Linked DNA regions of Sus scrofa: region 1 is linked to region 2. Evidence: chromatin contacts called from public Hi-C data. All regions are on one chromosome and are shown on one strand. The core of a region is the stretch at or near the end of the contact, and the rest is flanking DNA. Distances in the headings are between cores, read along the strand shown.

What was found. A called contact is a pair of places that touch in the nucleus more often than the background predicts.
Region 1: a Hi-C map of skeletal muscle shows a contact between it and region 2, with 4 times the contacts expected there. The contact joins the promoter of FAM13A here to the enhancer-like site in region 2. A contact is called at or near these places in 1 of 5 promoter capture datasets (liver), 17 of 47 Hi-C or Micro-C datasets (adipose tissue, alveolar macrophages, brain and 9 more) and 2 of 2 datasets of contacts at active chromatin or transcription factors (alveolar macrophages and skeletal muscle).

What each region holds. Positions count from the first base shown.
Region 1 is chr8:130,019,262-130,025,961 of Sscrofa11.1, reverse strand. It overlaps FAM13A (protein FAM13A), which reads right to left and starts at 4,381. Exons shown (of 24, transcript XM_021100748.1): 1 at 4,147-4,381. The coding sequence starts at 4,173.
Region 2 is chr8:130,216,757-130,222,859 of Sscrofa11.1, reverse strand. The region is part of intron 8 of FAM13A (protein FAM13A); the gene reads right to left. Among named protein-coding and RNA genes, the nearest start is that of NAP1L5, 140 kb to the left of the region's middle. Within about 2 kb of position 1,644, at least 67 of the 83 cell types and tissues checked have an H3K27ac peak or open chromatin away from gene starts, as enhancers often do. A contact at or near this core is called in adipose tissue, alveolar macrophages, brain and 7 more, where this site is marked.

The sequences.
Region 1 (6,700 bases), core at 3,132-5,631, 200 kb after region 2:
ATATGAATAATCCTTTGGGGAGCCAGACAAAAATTATGTCATAATAAGGAAAGAAAGTATCAGTGGCCTCAGGCTTATCAACTGCAGTAGTATTTAACAGTGGAAGACAACAGACTAAGGCTTATGAGACAGTTAAGAAAACTTGAGTCAAATTTAATAACCGATCAAGCTGTCCCCTAGCGATAAAAGCTACAATTTGAATATACAAAAGCTAAGAGAATTCTGTACACATGAGCTTTCCTTGAGAAAACTACCAGATCACAAACTTTAACCAGTTTATAGATGACCGAAGAGCTTTGGATGAAAGGACCAGCAGAGAAATTTTTTTTTTAATTTAGGAAATTAAAATGTTTTCATTTAAAACATTTAAAGTAAAAAAGTAAAACAAAAGAAAATAAAATGTCAAAGCATCATCATGTTATGCAAAGAAGGAATGAAGAACCTGCAACAATTACACTCAAAAGGGAGGACCCGGGTTAAAACACTTCCCGATTATAAGAAAGTTGCCATGTCATCCAGAAGACAAAACTAGAAAGTGAATGGTAGTTACCTGGAGACAGATTTTAAGATACATAAACAAACGGTCACTTCTAAAGATGGAACAGGCGTTCCCGTCGTGGCTCAGCGGTTAACCAACCCGACTAGCATCGTGAGGACGAGGGTTCGATCTCTGGCCTCGATCAGTGGGTTAAGGATCCGGTGTTGCCATGAGCTGTGGTGTAAGTCACAGACATGGCTGGGATCCCGTGTGGCTGTGGCTGTGGCTGTGGTGTAGGCCGGCAGCTACAGCTCTGATTGGACCCCTAGCCTGGGAACCTCTGTATGCCGCAGGTAGGGCCCTAAAAAGCAAAAAGGCCAAAAAAAAAGAGAGAAAAGAAAGATGGAACAGATTTTCTAGGACGGCAGTGAAGTTCCTCATGATCAAAGACAGGTAAAAACACTAGTGTGATGCCATTTGTCATCCTTTACACTCATAGAAAACTTTAAAAGAAAAGACGACATGGGTAAGAAGCAAGGAGCTTCAATTTTCTGGAAAGCAATCCAGAAAAATATTCCTGCCCTCCCTCTATCCAGACCTCCAAGCACAGAAGGGCAAGTCACAATGAGCAGGACTCATACAAACAGGAACCCCAGACAGTCACACTATACTGTTAATCAGGGAAAAATGCTATAGAATTAAGGTCAAGTGTGATTTGTGTTTATAAGTTTATATGCTCCTAGAAAGAAAGACAGGACTTAAGCAATAAATAAGTATCTATTTATTTCTGAGTTATGCAATCTTAGGTGATTCTTATTTTCTCCTTTTTAGTTATTTGCATCTCCTAAATTTTATACACTAGATGGGTACCACCAAGAAAAATTAAAAGTTGCTATAAAAGGCTATACTGTCTATATAAAAGAAAGCCAGCGAGTTCCTGCTGCAGTGCAACGGGATCGGCAGCATCTCTGCAGGAGCAAGATGCAGGTTGGATGCTGGTCCAGCGCAGTGGGTTAAAGGATCCAGCTGCTGCAGCTGAGGAGGTAGGTTTGATCCCTGGCCTTGCTTGGTGGGTTAAGGATCCGGTGTGGCCACAAATTGTGGCAAAGGTTGCAGATGCAGCTCGGATCTTATGTTGCTGTGGCTATGGCGCAGGTTCAACCCCTAGCCTGGGAACCTCCGTTGAAAAGAAAAAAAAGAAAAAAAGAACCTACACATAGCCCCCCACGCGCCTTTCTTTATCAGTAGACCATGCAAACTCTGCCTTCTTAGCCCACTTCTCTTCCAAATGACCACATGCCTCTTTGGGAAAAAACAACCTGAGCTGCAAGGAATCCAAAAGACTCAGTATTCGCCTGAGAAGCTTGGGTCATCCCCAAGTGTATTTAAAACTAGAAGAGACTGGAGTTCCCTGGTGGCTCAGTGGGTAAGGGACCTGACGTTGTCGCTGCTCTGGTTCAGTCTCTGACTCGGGGACGTCTCCGTGCCGTGGGTGCAACCAAAATAAATTTATTAATTAATTGTAAAAAACTAGAAGAGACTAAGCTACCAGTTGGCATGTATCATCTCTATTCTGCCTGGGAGAGATGTGCTGAGGAAAGACAGCAAAAAACCTACCTCTTCTTTGTAATGTAATGTACGTGAATTTGTGAGGCCATTGCAGTTTTATCAACAGCACTAGCACTTTGGGAAAGAGAAAAACAAAAGCAATGAGGAAGAGAAAGTTGGTGAGTCAACGAAAGTAGGAAGTGAAAATCTTAAAGCCAGTCTGTGCCCCACTTCAAGAATCCATCAACACACCAACACACACTCTCTCTAAATCTCTAGCACTCTATTACTTTGTAATGACTGTCTTCAGCAGCTGGATACCTGAGCAGGTAACACATCCATGTCTGAGTAGAGAAGTCCTCCACTAAAAAAGTATGTGTGCCCAAACCATCTGTTCAAGTGTGACTTCATTTTCACTTTTCCATCACAAACATAACCATTTTGTTCTTCAGTCACTCTTCTTATAGAAATACTATGCCATGATTCCTAAACATGTAAATATTTCTTCTACAGTAAAACTGGGACACGGCACAATCGCAGGCCAAGCTGAGGGTGAAGAAGGGTAGGAATGATTGAGAATTACGCTTCCACTGGAGTAAATGATCTCTTCCATGGCATAATTTTATGTCAGCCTTCAATGAAAGTTTGTCATGCTTGGATCAAAATTAAGGAAAAATACAGAATTTCATACATGGGTCCGTCTGCATTTTAGTCGAGGTACATACAGATCAATACACGCAGACCAAGGGCAAAAGCAGTAAAGATCTCATCAAACACGCAGATATCTGTCCATCTCAGGACAAAGAGGTCAGTCTGCTGCTTTACTCTACACACTGCCAGATTGTAAGTTTTTTTTTTTTTTTTTTTTTTTATAAAGCTGGAAAAATGCAGACCTGTGTCTGTAGGAAAATGAAAGCTCAGTATGTTCCCCTTAGGAAAGGAACCTCTTTGGAAAAGGAAAAAGATCAGCAGCTGAATCCTACAAGCTTGGGGCTGAAAGGAAGGGAGTCAGGAAGACGGGCTCACAGGATGCTGAGAAGTTCTGAGCGTGGACATGAGGGTGTCACCTTGCAGTCTTAACTAAGAAAATTCAACCTGTGGGACTAAGCCACCATCTGGTGGCCATTCAGGGCCTAGGTGTCAAAAATTACCCAGCTATGTCTGGTAGGATGCCATCACAGCCTACAACAAAATGCAGCTCTTGCTGAAACCTGAAAAACACATTGGATCTGACCTATATGTGATGACACGTGGGAGAAATGAAAGGTGATAATACAGAATAAGATATTTCTCATGTAGTACCTCCAGGGACAAATATAATGCCCACCTAGAATACAATATCAACTTGAGATTTTATTTATGCATTTGCTATACACTGAAATTAAAAAATTTAATTACAGTATCCTGAAGTTAAGTAATTGAAGATAAATTTGGTTACTGCAAAAGCTTACACGTAAGCACCAACGGAAGTGCTTTGAAATTCATGAATTTCAGCCCTAGACATATACACATTTTCCCATAGATTTTTAGATCAGTGTTATTTACTGCTGCTACAGTATTACAACCAGTGGTTTCTATAGGTGACTCAGGATTCACACACATTTATTAGCTTAGTTAGCTCTTTTACCATCACTTTTAGCAACCCTCCTGAAACAAAAATTCTAGAATTACTAAATGAAAACAAAAATGTGGAATGAAAAAAAATGTTACATTCTCTGAGGGAAATTGATGAATGGTTACTTTAATTCTTTTAATTCATGCTCCATCTAGGCACAAGATATTTCCAGTAGCTACAAGGAAGCGTTCGTATTTAACTCTTTCAGAACAAAAAAAGTCTTACAAGGCTTGAGACTGATCGACAGTAGATCAAGTTCACGGACCCCAATGAGCTCCGCATGCATCGCTCTTCACTTTTTTTTGGAAAAGGAAAGTGGACGAAAAGACGGACTGCCCCCCCCCCCCAATCAACGTCCATGTGAATAGAAAGGAATTTAAGGGAACCTTCCCCCCACCTCCTAGGAAGGGAAAAACTAAGTGACACAGGCATCGCAAAACCGGGAGGGCCGAGGCCTCTGCGCGCCCTGGCAGGGCGCACGGAGGCAGAGGTGGCCTGTACTCACACAGATGGCGAGAGCGCCCGCCCCCATCTCGCAGGAAGTGCCCGGTGGCCCTGATGGAGCCGGGTTGGAACCATCAAGATCACGGCACAGCCCTCAAATTCCACTCTGGCGATGTGCGCGGATGTGAAACCCAGCTCCGGATCCGGAGTCCCCGCGGAAGGCGCGGAGCGGCTCCTAACATTTTCGGAAGTGTGGTTTGGCTTCTGATTTGGCGAAACCCACGTGGCCGGGAGGACTGCCTGGAGTTGAAATTTGATCCAGAGCCTCTAGTACCAGCGAGCGGAAGGAGTCATGTGACCTGGGCCTTAAGTTGCTGACATCTTTTTCGGAAACCTGGCTCGCTAGAGGTCACACACTGGCGCCTTCAGTTTGGAACCGCCAACCACCTGGTGATTGTCATCAATAGGACTTAGCTTAGTGCAGAAAGCAAAGCGAAACACACACCTGCTTCCTGTCGCTACTCATCCCGAAGAGAAATTCACGGAGTCACCCGCCGGTTTCATCTGCAGGCATATTCCTCCTTCTCCCGAGGCAGTTTTCATTTCTATCCCGAGGCAGTTTTCATTTCTATGGCTCCCTAGAAATCGGTTAAATTCTATCAAAATTTTCTTCCTTTCACCTTTATCAGGATTGTTCTACGTGCAGATGCTCTATTTTATGTAGCTGTTACTTACTGCTTCTAATTACATTCAAATTATCTTGCATATACTGGGGATAAACATAAAAGCCCATGTTTCTAGACAGCCATAAATCTACATATGTGATTTACAGTCTGGAAAATTAGCCTCTGGCTGAACCTTCAAGAATTTGCTACTCCATATGCTGTGTCATTAGAAAGTCTGATTTGACAATTTCCAGAACAGATAGCTAAAATATCCATTTCATATAAATCAGAAGGAAACTGCCCTATTTTTTATTATTACTTTTCTGTCAAATCTTTTTTTGGGCACATTTTAGGAGAATGCTGATGAATATTACCTATGAAGTTTCATCTGATGTAACTTTAAAAGGCTTAAATTTACTCCAATCACAAAACATAACAACCTTATATCTTAAGGGGAGGAGGTGTAAGGAAAAGAGAAAACAAATCACCTCCCATTTCAAAACTTCTCTTCAAATCTAGTATTCTTTGTGTACCCATAGCCAACTCATGCTGCCCACAGCGGAGCTAAGGTGACAACTAGTACTAAGCAAACCACAGGACACAGCAGAGTACGTTTTATTTCCACGTGCACACAAAACACTGCACAGACTCGACTTCCACACGGCAGAATAACACCATCCCAAGGCCATACAAAGACATGGAGATGGGAGAATGACAGCATTTTTTCTACTAAAAAAGAAAATTTTGGAGTTCCCATCGTGGTTTAGCAGAAATGAATCTGACTAGTATCCATGAGGTTGCAGGTTCGATCCCTCGCCTCGGTTAAGGATCCATCATTGCCAAGAGCTGTGGTGTAGGTCGCAGACGTGGCTCGGATCCCAGGTTGCTGTGGCTACTGGGGAGGCTGGCAGCTGTAGTTCCTATTTGACCCCTAGCCTGGGAACCCCTATATGCTGTGGGTATGGCCCTAAAAAGGCAAAAGACAAAAAGAAAAAATTTTCAACTTCTAGATTAAGATAATCTAGATGCTGTCACTTCTGCTTCCCATTCACCCATTAGAAAACTGGGCTCAGTGCTAAGGAAAAAATCAAAAAATAAACGTTTGCTAATACTTGAAACATGTGTCTTTTTTTCTGATTATATCAATATTGCTGGTCCATAGTGAAAAATAAGAGCCTAAAGATTAGGTCACCTCAAGGCCTATACACCTTACTGATAATGTATGTACTTTATCTCATGGATGATCCAGTGGGAGAGGGGGGGATAAATGACTAGTAAATGGAGAAATGCTAATAAAGAAGCCAAGATACACCAGAAGAATAACAGAAGACACTCAGAAACATTTAACATCTCTACTTCCAGGATTTTTCTGTGCTTTTTAAAAAACATAATTGAAATCTACTTTCTGATTTTTTTTTTAATTTTATTTATTTTGTCTTTTTAGGGCCACAACCCATGGCATATGAGGGTTCCTAGGCTAGGGGTTGAATCCGAGCTGTAGCCACCAGCCTATGCCACAGCCACAGCCACTCCAGATGTGAGCTTCGTCTGCAACCTACACCACAGCTCACAGCAACGCCAGATCCTTAACTCACTGATGGAGGCCAGGGATCGAACCTGCATCCTCATGGATCCTAGTCAGAATCCTTTCCGCTGAGCCACAACAGGAACTCCTACTTTCTGATCATTTTAAATCCTGGTTTTTTCACTTGGTGTTCTATTGGGGCCTACCCCCATACTGTTAGCACAATAAACAATTTTAATCATGTGTGATTTACATTCTGTATATACAACCATTTAGTCATTCACCCATTTTTAGACATTTACATGATTTGATTTTATATATGTATGATTTTAAGGAATTCTTTGTCCTCTGATTTTTTTTTTTCCAGTAGACTCCTTAAAGTGAAATTTCTAGATCACAGATCATATGAGCATGTGCTAAGGCTC
Region 2 (6,103 bases), core at 395-2,894:
CTCGGATTTCTTCCAAGCCTCAGTTTTCCTGCCGTGAAACTGGAGGGCTGGACTCGGTCACCACGAGGTGACTTCCAGCTTCAACATTCCTGGATATCTTATTCACGTATTCGTTCACCAGCAAGCAGTGTTCTTTTTAACAAGCCCTTTGCTTAAATTTACCTTTTTTCTGCCTTGGTAAAACTCCTCCAGCCACCCTCTGCAATCCACATTATAATCATTAACGAACAAAACAGAGCCTTGCGCTCAATCATTCTTACAGATCTGCTTTTTTTTTTTTTAGGGTGTCATTTGTGTAATAAACCTATCTGGAATTATTCATGGAGAAATAATATCCTTAACGTTTATGTCCATGTACTATAAAGTACTTATTGATAGAAAGTCCTTGCCTAGATCTGAACTCCAGAAGATAGGGCTCCTAAGATGCATTTTGAAAAGGCTTCTAGCCTATGGACATCCTTGCCACAGCTTCCCCAAAATTGCTAGGAAGCTGATTCAGCTTTATTTTAAACCTGCTCAATGCCGTCTTCAGTTTCTGCATTTCTTCAAGTGTCAAGGCTACTTTCTTACATTGACTTTCTTTCGAGGAAGGAAACAACTGACCAGACGAAGCATAAAAGATAAGACGGTGGGCATAAATATCAGTAAAAGAGGCAAGAGAATATTTGCATTTCTGTGGTCTTAGGAAAGAACATTTTGTCCAACGGACCCGACACAGCTTGCAGCCTATTACCGAAAGATGCCAAGTGGTGGCCAAGTTAACATGGTTTTATACCACGCAGAAAACACAGACCAGAAAAAAAGACCCGAAGAGGAAAGAATACTACCTTTGCAGAGGCATGATTTCGCAAGCCATCCTTGTCTGGCAGTTTGCAAGGGACTCTCACAACTGTCTCTTCCGCGCCAAAGTTGGTCTGGACGGGTGAGCGGCTGCTCGGCGGCTCACCGTGGCTGAGCTGGGCTTGGGGCGTGAGGCGGCACCTCACCGCTGCCGCTGCCACCGCCACCGCCGCGGGGGGGGGAAGCAACTTGGGCTGCCGTCAGCCAGCGTCCTGCGGCTCTCAGCCTGCAAACTTGAGCAGTGCGATTCGATCGCAGCCTCTTGACTTTAACACCGCAGTCCACTTTGACCTTTGTTCCAGGGAAGCAGCTGAACCAGCCAGCCAATCAGAGCCGCAGCTGCTTGCAGGGCTTAAAGGCGCTGCTGCTTTGGCCTCTGCGGCTGGGCTGCCGCTCCTCCTCCGGCTCCTCGGGAGGCTTGCCTAAATCTGGTAACTCGAAACTCTCTGCCGAGCTGGTCCCCAGACAAGCCTGTCCGTCCGGAGAAAGCAACCAATAACTGCAGCAAGAGCACAGAGTCCCTTGACTTCCTAACATTACTGAGACAGCCAACAAGGAAATCCATTTGTCCGGGAGAGACTCTGCCTCTGAAACTAAAGGTTTCTGTGACAGAAGGCAAGTTACCCGGCCCCCTTACGTCCTGAAAAAAAGAAAAATTAAAAAAAAAAAAAAATCAAACAACCCACTAGCATGGGAAGGCGTGATACTTTTCTAGAAGGAAGGCATGCTTCTAGAACCCTGCCCTACCCATATTTATTTCCTGCTGATGTTTGTTTACATTGTGGGGGTTACTAGTCACTGGTGACATCTCCCAAGGCACGTAGCAGCTCTCATTTCTGGGGAGAAAACACGTCCCAAGACTGCCCATGGTCTCAAGGGATCCAAGAAGCCACTCCCACGGAAGCTATTTCGACGTACAATTTTGGCATTTCATCCCTATAAACTTGAATGTGTTTGTAGAGTAATTTTCCTCTAAGAACACCCACAGCACTTTTTTTTTTTTTTTTGGTTGGTTGGTTCTTCATTTAATTTATCGATTTTTTTTTTTAAGGTAACAATAAATCAGTGTCTCCTAAGGTCTGCCACAGGCCTGTTAACTAAGCTTCCCCTTAGGGGCCTCCTCAGCGAGGAACACCACGCTTTATTTTGGGAACATCATTGTTAATCTGTAGATGAACAGAATAGGAGAAATATATTTTAATAAGAGTTCTTTCATAGCCCAGGACTTGCCGGGAGCTACAACAAAGCCCAGAGCATTACGGTTGGCAGAAGAAAGGGCAGAGAGCCAAGACCAAGATGTTCAGAAACGGGGTTGGGGGGGGTGCAAGACGACCAAAACGGTGTCCTCTTCTCTGTACTTTTTCCCAGATTTTTTTTTTTACAGACCAGTCATCATTCTGAATTTAGAACACAAAGCCCATTGCAAGCGTCTACTTTCTGTTGCTATATCTGCTAGTAAAAACATTTCATTGTCTGACTAAATCCTCTATCACATTTATGAAATGGATTAGTCACCCTGAAATGTAGGTTCAGACCTCGTGATAGCATATCAATAACTAAAATCAGCCTTTTAAAACAACGGAAGTTGACTTAAGTCCAGAATTTACTTCAATCAAAGTTGTCCTCAGAGTCTGTTTTGATTCGACATTTAGAAACTCCAATAATAATAAATCCGTTCTCTGTATTTGCTTAAGGTTTTATCTTTCAAAAATGTATCTTTATATCTTGCTTAATACTTCAGTTAACTTCTTGAGTTAGGAAATCACTATTATTTATCACAATATTTTATTGATGAGTAAACTTGATACTAGAAAATTAGGTAATTTGTTCAAATTCATATGGGAAGTTAGTGGCAGAATAGAAATGGGATTCAGAATTTCTCAAGTCTGCCCCAGAACTCTGCTACAAGGCATACTGCTTACTCTATTCTACATGAGTTTTTAAAATATTTCATAACAAACATTTTTAGAAATGGTTAAAACTCAAATGACAGAACAATATTTTGTCTAATTTGGTGGACACATCAATACTATATGGCTAACACAGATATATGAGTTCAATAATAAAGGACCCATCCAATCTCTTGGGCTAGACCATGATGGAAGTTACTATAAGAAGAGGAATGTGTGTATATATAGTGGTGTGTATATATTGTCATATACGTGTGATCGGGTTATTTTGCTGCACAGCAGAAATTGGCACATCATTGTAAATCAACCACACGGTAACAAAAAAATTAACAACAAAAAATCAAAAAAAGGACCTAGCAGGAGTTCCCGTCATGGCGCAGTGGTTAACGAATCCGACTAGGAACCATGAGGTTGCGGGTTCGGTCCCTGCCCTTGCTCAGTGGGTTAAGGATCCGGCGTTGCCGTGAGCTGTGGTGTAGGTTGCAGACGCGGCTCGGATCCCGCGTGGCTGTGGCTCTGGCGTAGGCCGGTGGCTACAGCTCCGATTCAACCCCTAGCCTGGGAACCTCCATATGCCGCGGGAGCGGCCCAAGAAATAGCAACAACAACAACAACAACAACAACAACAAAAGACAAAAGACAAAAAAAAAAAAAAGGACCTAGCATTATAAAAATATGGTACATCCAACTACAATTTACATTCAATACAGACGACAGGTAAAATACTGATGAATAGGAGCATTCAAGATTTCCCATCTGATTCCACATATATTTCCTGCTAAGTTAGGTCTTCCTTTCAACACCCCTCTAACATATGCCACATTACCAATGAGATGTCGATGGTCATTTCTGTAAGTCACCGAAGACTATATATAACTCAGTCATCCCCTGCCTTTGCAAGTGTTGGTTATTTATTTCTAACAACTCCTCCTCTTTTTCATGTTTGGTGGGTTTGCAGGACATGCCTTGATCCTTTTTGAATCTGCACCTGGACGGCAGCTCCTTCTCCCAACCACACCCACTACAGAGACCTTCTAACTTCTGTGTCTCACATCCTCACGTCCGTTCCTCATAGTCAGGTAGCAGGAGCACCACGTCTCGCACTCTGCCGGTTCCAACGTCTCCAACACGGATAACCTGACTGCCTTTCCCCCGCACCGAGCCCCCTGATGTGCATCCCTCGTGACCCCCATATTCCTGCCCCCACCCCTATTCTCCCTCCTTTTCCTTGGCTCTCTACTCAGCTCTGTCTGTCGAGGATAACCTGCACCCAACCACGTGCCAAGCAGCTTTAAAAACAGGCACATGCCTGGCGCTCCTCAGCATTTAGTTAATTCTAAGACAGGTTCACTAGCATCCTCCACCTCTTCACCCCGAAGACATGCTGCCAGCTGGGTGCCTGACTGCCAGACCGCCAGACACTGCAAAAGAAAGTCACAGAATCTTGGCAACGAGGTCGATTAAAAAGCCCTGCCATTTCATCTCGGCCAGAATCTCAGTACCATGTGGCAACCCTTGTAGTTGTCTTTGACCGGGAATCTGAACCTGCCTCAGTTGCTAACTGCCTAGCTTCCTAAATTTTCTAAGAAAGTCAAGATTATCAACTATGAGTGAGCGCCTTTGGTTTTCTTCGCATTGAGGGTTGAAGTACCCCCCCCCCCCACCGCATCTCCTCACACACCTCTTGCCTTGTTCTTTGTGACGTCTTCCTATTCTGGGGGACCATATCCCCACTCATAGGATACAAATCTCATATCCATGTATCGCATCTCATTTTCTCTTTCCTCAGGAAGAAGCCTGATCTGGCTGTATCTTCAATCTGTCTCCTTCTGAGAGGCACCCAAGTAAGTGCCCCCCACCCCCCAGCCCAGCCTTGAAAACTCTTTCTCAGCAGTCCTATGCTCTGGTGACTGGTGATGCAGTGCCATGTCCCTCCCCTTCCCCCTGGCAAGCTCCCCAAAGCGCATGTCTGCTGCTCCCACTTTCTCAGAAATTACTCCTCCAACCCGATAACACCAATGGAGCGCAGACGTCACCACGTTTCTGAACGTGCTTTTAGGGCCACGAATGCTCTTTTGGCCACTATATCTAAATGGGTTGTCTCGGATCGCTCTCTCCTCTTTGATTTTTCTGAAACCCCCACCTTTGGTTTTCTGAAAGTCTCTGGCTCTCTGTGGTCTTTCCTGGGAATGCTCCAAGCTTCCCTGATGATGCCGTCCGCCTTTTATTTCATCTGTCTTTCCTCCTCTCTTAACGCCCTTCTGGCCTCGCCTTCCGGGCCCCACGCCTTTCAGTACAGGCATTCTATCAGGGCTTAATAAACTGCGCTCTGGAAACAGGCTCCCGGGAACTGGATCCTGACACTACCGCAGACTGGCGGTGTAAACTCTGGCAAACTGTTTAAAAGCGCTGAGGTTGCTCCGAGGAATAAATGAGATCATGCATGTAAAACACGTAGAATGGTGCCTGCAAATAAGTGCCCAGTGATTATTAGCATTAGCACCCTAATCAACACGTTCAAAGCCGCATATGATCTGATTTCCCAAATTCTCCTCCTCCTGGCCCCTTGTTAATGATGCTATTATTCTCCCCATGAATCAGATTTGAAGCATGAGTCATCTTTACTCCTCCTGTTCCTCTCTCCTGCCTAGATGTGTGCATTGTGCTGCTGAGGTCGCTTTCATCAGCTGGCCTTAGTCATTGGCAAGAGCACGATAACCTTCTGCCTCCATTCACTCTCTCTCCAATGAATACATTTCACAATCAGAGCGACTTTCCTATGGTGGGGGTGATCTGGTCATTCACTGCTCTTCCCAAAGGCTTCAATAGCTTCCAACAACCTCTTGGATGAACCCGGGTCTTTGAATGGGATGATGAAGACTCTCCATTGATGAACCCCAATATCCCCCTCCTGTTCAGCTGCTTATACGTCCTAAGGAAACCACTGCAGATACACCTGCACGTCATTTTCAGACACGCTCTGAACTTTCTACCCCCAAAATTTACCCTCCGTCTAGACTACTTTCCCACGCCACTCCCTCCTGGCAAAATTCTATGCATACGCAGGCTTAGGCCAAATCGAACAAATATCCTGCCCCCTTTAACTCTTAGAGCCCTTTGCATTTCTTATGACATTTATCTCCCCTCCTCCACAGTTTCATTATTATTTGCATCTAAATGTTATCTCCCTATTGGAATGCAAGTTCTCTTTCCTGCAGCCACTGCACAGAGCAGACACACCACAGATGTGGAATGAATGAATTGATACATCAATCACTCTTCACCAGAGACTGAAGCATCGCTCCTTTGATTAGATTTTAACTTATCAAGGAACATTTTGACTTCCTTTTAAC